Regions from separate parts of the Zea mays genome. Here region 2 is linked to region 1. A link is a contact called in public Hi-C data. All regions are on one chromosome and are shown on one strand. Each heading gives the region's core, a stretch centred on a gene start, on an enhancer-like site or on the middle of the called end of the contact. The rest is flanking DNA. Distances are from core to core; before and after follow the strand shown.

Evidence for each region. A called contact is a pair of places that touch in the nucleus more often than the background predicts.
Region 2: a Hi-C map of ear shows a contact between it and region 1, with 2.3 times the contacts expected there. The contact joins the promoter of LOC103651641 here to the enhancer-like site in region 1. A contact is called at or near these places in 4 of 25 Hi-C or Micro-C datasets (ear, leaf, tassel and 1 more).

Annotation. Positions count from the first base shown.
Region 1 is chr3:233,745,057-233,748,188 of Zm-B73-REFERENCE-NAM-5.0, reverse strand. LOC103651639 (callose synthase 7) reads right to left here. Exons shown (of 42, transcript XM_020550613.3): 39 at 2,157-2,954; 40 at 2,025-2,075; 41 at 1,760-1,945; 42 at 1,006-1,608. The coding sequence ends at 1,255. Among protein-coding and RNA genes, the nearest start is that of LOC103651639, 58 kb to the right of the region's middle. Within about 2 kb of position 1,453, at least 3 of the 20 cell types and tissues checked have an H3K27ac peak or open chromatin away from gene starts, as enhancers often do.
Region 2 is chr3:233,847,752-233,850,883 of Zm-B73-REFERENCE-NAM-5.0, reverse strand. It overlaps LOC103651641 (pre-mRNA-processing protein 40A), which reads right to left and starts at 1,496. Exons shown (of 31, transcript XM_035966528.1): 1 at 1,323-1,496; 2 at 1,012-1,234; 3 at 808-899; 4 at 651-719; 5 at 246-554; 6 at 17-145. The coding sequence starts at 843.

The DNA of each region.
Region 1 (3,132 bases), core at 204-2,703:
CCACATGGGGGGTCTGATCCGTAGGTTGATTACAAATAAATATAAGAGTTTTTTTTGCATTAGTGTTGACACACGACGAGGGTGGAAACTGGTACTTTATAGTGCAAAGATTAAAGTAGCAATCTTTAAATAAATATTGACATCATGAATTCAAGTATCTTAAGAGCAAACATTCAATAGTAAATTGATATAAATAAAGCATTTAATGAGAGAAACACAACATGTGGGAGAACTAATTGGCGAGTCAAAGATGATCAAACCAAAATGATAGTCTATCATATCATTGTGAAAATACGTCATGTCCCAATTGCATAAGGGAGAAAGAATGATTCAAATAACATTAGCCATTGGATTTGAGTAGAGAGAAGAGAATTATCCAGCGATCTGAGCCGTTGGTTTTGAGGATGTGTTATGTTTGAGTGCATTTCATTTCATGGATTTAGGAGAGGTTATGGATGTGCGGGTGATTTAATTGAAAGAGTTTTAAAAAGTTAAAACTAGTGGGTTATTTCGAAGAAATGCAAAGAGTTTTTTTAGAAGTGATGATGCAGGACGACGGTCAAAACTAGTGCTTCATAGAAGTACTAATATCATCATGTTTGTGTGTTACAACGACACACAATTATATTTGATAACTATAAAAAGTAAATTTAATATTAAAATGAACATATGGTTCACATATCATATATTAAACTATATATATAAACTGATAAAAACAAATATTATACTTTTAGCCAAAATGTTGAGAAAGTCATGAGTTGAACATAAGTCTAGCCTCTATTTTTATAGCTCACTCAATCGCTTGTTCTCGTTCAACTAGCGATTTAATACTATGTGAAAGCGCTACACTGGATATGGCTTCCTCCTGTCGTGTTAAGTTTGAGTGGTCTCTCATAACCTATTTCTATTTGTGGTAGACGAGAAGCGAGAAAGAAACGAATCCACATGCTTCGTACGCAAAGCATGACATATAAAATTGGTGCTTTAAAGGAGTAGAGAAAGTTCTAGCTAAAAACAAACACTTACTTTTAACACCGAAAATCAGACAGATTCCAACGTATACGTGCAAATCAAATGGAAACAACCAATGAATATGAACTGAATTAAGAGGTTAAAATCCGACATACACACTCAAACTGCGCGACACTTTTTCAAACGATGAACATACTTGATTCTACACATAACGGTAGCGGACAATAGCAACGAGATACCACATGGCACAACGGAATGGATAACTCCGTTAATGTCAAAGCATCAGTCGCTCTTTGTGCCGCTACCATTCTGCCCCGCGAGGATCCTAGAGATCTGCAGCCCCCTGCTGAAGGCCTGGTTGAAGAGCAGCCGTGTCTGGAATTCAGAGACGAAGGGGAACCACGATAGCACGGCAATGGGCAGGAAAATGAGGAGCCCCATGGTGTATTCGTACATCCTCGCCATCTCCTGGATGGAGTCCCATGGTCCCATCTTCCGAAGCGCAGCACCGGTCCTCTGTCTGAACCTGGCACAGCAGGGACCTCTGCATGCACCACCGGTACCATATGGGCAACACAGCAAGTGAAGTGGCTCTATGATCAACCTCCGAAACAGCGGTCCACATAATTGCGCAACCTAAAGCAACAGAAGGTGCCACAAACATGAATCAGAAAAACAAGCCAATACATCTAAAATCTAAACAAAGATTAACAGGAGCAATAAGTACACTGACAAACAGCAAGTAGCTAAAAAGAAAGACGTGTGGAAGAACCCAAGAATGGCTCACCAGAAGAATAAACCAGCCAGTGGGAATGAATGCCAAGATACTGGCGCCAACATCCGAGACAGCAAGGTCAAAACCAACAAATAAAAGGACAAGCAAACCAATGAGCACAAGGAACACAATGCCCTTGAGGATGCGGAACACTAGTTGAATCCTTGTAACAAACTTCTCTCTCCCCATTGAAACAACCTGGAACAAGGGAGCACACCCCAGCTGTAAATGCAGTATCAGACAAAATAAGATGCGCTACAACACGGAAGACTGTTACCTTTAGTGACACAAGAGCAACTGCTATAACCAGCCATGACAGTGCATATACCTGTTGGAGAAAGCAAGCATTAAGTTAACTGAGTTCAGTAATGAAGATTAAAACAAGGGACATTCTAAGTAGGTAGAATACCAAGAAGCTTTTGTTGCCATGCACTATGTGCAAGTGGTAAACAATACCATACTGATAGATCAAGAACCGCAGGGAAAGGATGAACTCCAAGAGCAAGCTTCGAATTGTTGCATTCCTCAGGTGGTCATGTTCACTCACCCACCAAGCCTCCCAACTTTGTTCAGGCGCTAATCCAATACCACCTCTATTGCCCATCCACTTCCACCAGTCATTCCAGTCATCAACAGTCTTGTGCCACTCAAAGCAGGATGGGTTGAAGACAAAAGGTGCAAACAGCCAACAGAAAACAAGGAACCATATCGAAACTGTGACATACAAATACAAACTTGAGCTTCTGTATGAACTCCCATAAGCTAGGTAGACAACCAAAAGAATAAGCAGCTCCAGTGCTTTGACAAAGTGACTCCGGGAGTACATCCGATAATTCTCAGCGAACTTTGCATGACGCACAACAAACCCTCTCCCAGTAGCTCTATACTTTGCTCCACCATGAAGTATCGTCCTGCCATAGTAGTGAGTCTTTGTTCCAAGATGAAAAGTGAAGAATACAGAAGCTAACTGAAGTTGCATGATTACAAACTCTGCCAATGCTCTGCCAAATCCTTTCTCAAGGCCAATCTCCATCATCATTGGGAGAACGAGCAACATCCCAAGTTGGAATACAGATTGAGTGGCAAGTGCATTTTCAAATGGTTTTATGTTTTGGATATTTGGATCTTGCAGTATTGACTTTTCTAAGCCACTCAAAACAAGGTATAACCTCCCATATAAAAATACATACACTGTGAGAACAGCCACCTGAAGGTAATATACACGTCCAAGTCAACTCATGAAAATTATAGAACAAAGATCACAAAATGCATCAAGATTTATGCACTATGTGTTTCGAATAATATACTCGTTATGAGCTGCTGTTTCATGTTTTCACAAAACATCAATAAAACACACTAATCAGTAATCACTTTATACAACATGC
Region 2 (3,132 bases), core at 247-2,746, 100 kb before region 1:
GTCTGGCACTACTTACAGGAGGCAAAGTCGTTGGAGCTGACACCTGCTGGTGCCCAGACTGCACTAGAGGAGGCACATGAGTTACACTCTGTCCTGGGCCTGTACTCCAGGGTTGCACTACAGGAGGGATCGATGTTGGTTGATACTGAAATGTCGGAGTTAGCAAGTTAGTAGCTTAGTCTAAGACTAGTAACACAGAAATCATATGGAAATAACTAACTCAAAGAGTGACTAATAGGACTAACTGTATAGGTCAGGGGTTGCATAGGAGCACCCATGGTGAGCAAATGGCCCCCAGCATACGCAGCTTGTTGCTGTGGTTGCATAGGTGCTGATGACATTGGTCTAGCTGGCTGATATACCATGGGAACCCCTTGTGATACAGGTGGAACTTGATTTGAGTGAGGCATGTGCTGCCCAGGTTGTGGAAAATGTGGCATTTGCCCTGGCATGCCAACGTTAGCCCCCGGCATAGGCTCACCAACAGAACGGAACTGTTGTGCTGCTGGTGGCACGAACTGAGGAGGAGGCTGCGAAGGAATCACTGGCCTAAACTGAAAGGGCAGCATGAGGAGCAACATTAGAAACGTAGCCTAGAATTCTGGAAGCAACAAATGTGTAAAGAAACAAAAATCTGGAATTCAGTTTACCTGCATAGGCATTGGTGGTCCAAGATTTTGTGGCTGAGCGCTAGAACCCATCATGGGAGGTCTGGGAGGCTGCTTATAAGATAATAAAGATGATGAGCACTATGTACACTACAGGTGACATGACAAAATGATATTGACAGCATGTGACAGCAGTTGCCTGAGGCAGCCCAGAAGCCTGCATATTACTGGCCATCAAGCCACCATCAAAATACCAGCAAAGAGTAGGAAGAGCACCTCCAGAGATCACAGCTGTAAACAATCCAGTGTAAACCATCCAAAGTATGGACAAAAAAAGATTGACTGCTGAGAAAAGCCACTTATCAAAAGAAGCTGAAAAAAAGCCATTTGAGGTGTTTGGTACCTGCAGCTTTTCACTACCTCGCTCGCTTGTTGTTGATCTTGTTGCCGGAAGCAAACCGGATGGAGCAGTAGGACCCAACGCCGGGGCTACAGGGGGTGCACGCGGCGACAACTACACGAGGTGCGTGCGGTGGAGAGAGACCGCGAGTTTCACTGGTGGGGGAGGGGCGACGCCGGCAACAGGGGAGGCACGGCTTGGTCGGCGGGGGAGAAGCGATCCCAGTCTTAAACAGATAGGGCAAGAAACCCTAGCAGGCAGTTAGGGTTTGAATGCTCAGTTTCACAGCAGCAGGGAGAAAGGGGTGGGCATACCTGCTGGGTGATGCTTGTGCCCGGTGAACGATCCGATGAAGACCTAGGCACCAAGCGTAGGGCGGCGGCAGGGGTGAAGCAGTTGTCCCCGAGAGAGAGAGGCGCAAGCGATGTGACGAACCCTGTTTGTTTCCTCGTATTTTTTTAATCACCTAGCCACCAAAAACTGCTGCCAACGCCTCAGCTTTTCAACCCGCTTGTTGCACCGGGTGACACTTGTGCTGTTGTGCACACATCTCTACAACTATTAAGATCCAAGTGTAGACTGCCCCCGCCTACGATCCTACCCGCCTGCGATCCCCTCGCCGCGAAACCAGCCAGCATCCCCGCGCCTCCCTCGCCGCGAAAGCCCCCGCCTGCGATCCCCTCGCCGCGAAACCGGCCCGCGCCTCCCTCGCTGCGAAACCAGCCCCCCGCGGATGACGCGCCCGGCCGCCCACCCCCACCCCGCCGTGATTCCCCTCCGCGCGCGGATCACGCGCACGCCGCGCCCGCCCCCCGCGCCGCCCCGCACAGCCCACCGCGAATCGCGCCTGCCTCCGCCCGTCCCCGTGAATGCTGCCCCTGCACCCGCCCCGCGATGCAATCCCCACCCCGGCGCCCGCCCATCGCACACGCCTGCTACGTAGCCATGAGGAGAGTGAGGGAGCAGGGAGCCGTGGCAGCGTGAGAGATCGACGGGCCACGACGGCGAGGCGGGGACCAACATCGTCTTCATGCTCCCGCTCGCCTTCCTCCTACTCCTCTCCAGTGACGGCCACCACCTCACCACCATTGCCGTTGTAGGAAGCGAAGGTGGATCTGGTGCCGTTTGCCCCTGCCCCCGTGATGCAAATCTCCCCCGCCATCGTCCCCATCTTCGCTGCATTTCCGTAATGGCGTCGGGCTCCTCTCGCTCCCAAATCGACCAGGTAAAACCCTAACCCTAGCACCAGGCTGCATTTCCCTCCCTACATTCGAGCCCTAACTCCTCCCTGCGGTCTTCCCCTCCGCAATTCTTCCTGGACAAGAAGCGGTGGCCCTTATCGTGCAAGACGACCCGCTGTGACTTGGGTCGCATACTCACATCATAGCCCCGACGGCGCCGAGGGGTCCATTGACGGGCACCTTGTCCGGTCTCCTTCTACATGTGCCATGGTGGCGGCCACGATGTCTCCAACAGCCTCGCTAAGAGGTGAGGATGCAGGCACCAGGCGGAGTGTGTCAGCCACAATGGGCGTTGATGCTGCTGCCTCTGCTCGGCTGCTGCCGGCGATGGGGGTGACATGGCGGTTTGGACCACAGGCGATTCACGAAGGACTTCATGTCCCATTATTGCAGGTGAACCATTGTGTGTGAAACGGGGAGTGGGAATCTTGTGCAGGTAAGAGAAGATGGCGAGCCCGCGGCTGGTGCAGGTGAGACGGACCTCTCCCCGCGCCCCTCGAGCTGCAGTGGTCGGAGTCGGAGAACGAGCGACAGTGTTTGTCCGTGTTGGTGCGAGCGTGCTGCTGGGGCGCGGCCGACGCCGACGAGTTCGAGCGCACGGTGGAGATCATCATGTATGTTCAACGTCGTGTCATTTGTTTGCTTGCCTCCACCTCCGTCGCGGCCTTTGCGGAGTAAGATGACCCTCCACTCTACCTCCCCAGCAGATTTTTTCCTGGTAACGAAGAAATCTTGCTCCAGGCGCTGTCCGAGGAAACCTCAAGAGTATCGTGTCGTTCACCTGCGACCTTATGGAGAGCAGACATGGGCATCAGCTATTTCATCCGGTCCTCAATCACAACTGTGGGATCGAATCGTTGCTATGATCACTCGGGACAGGAAT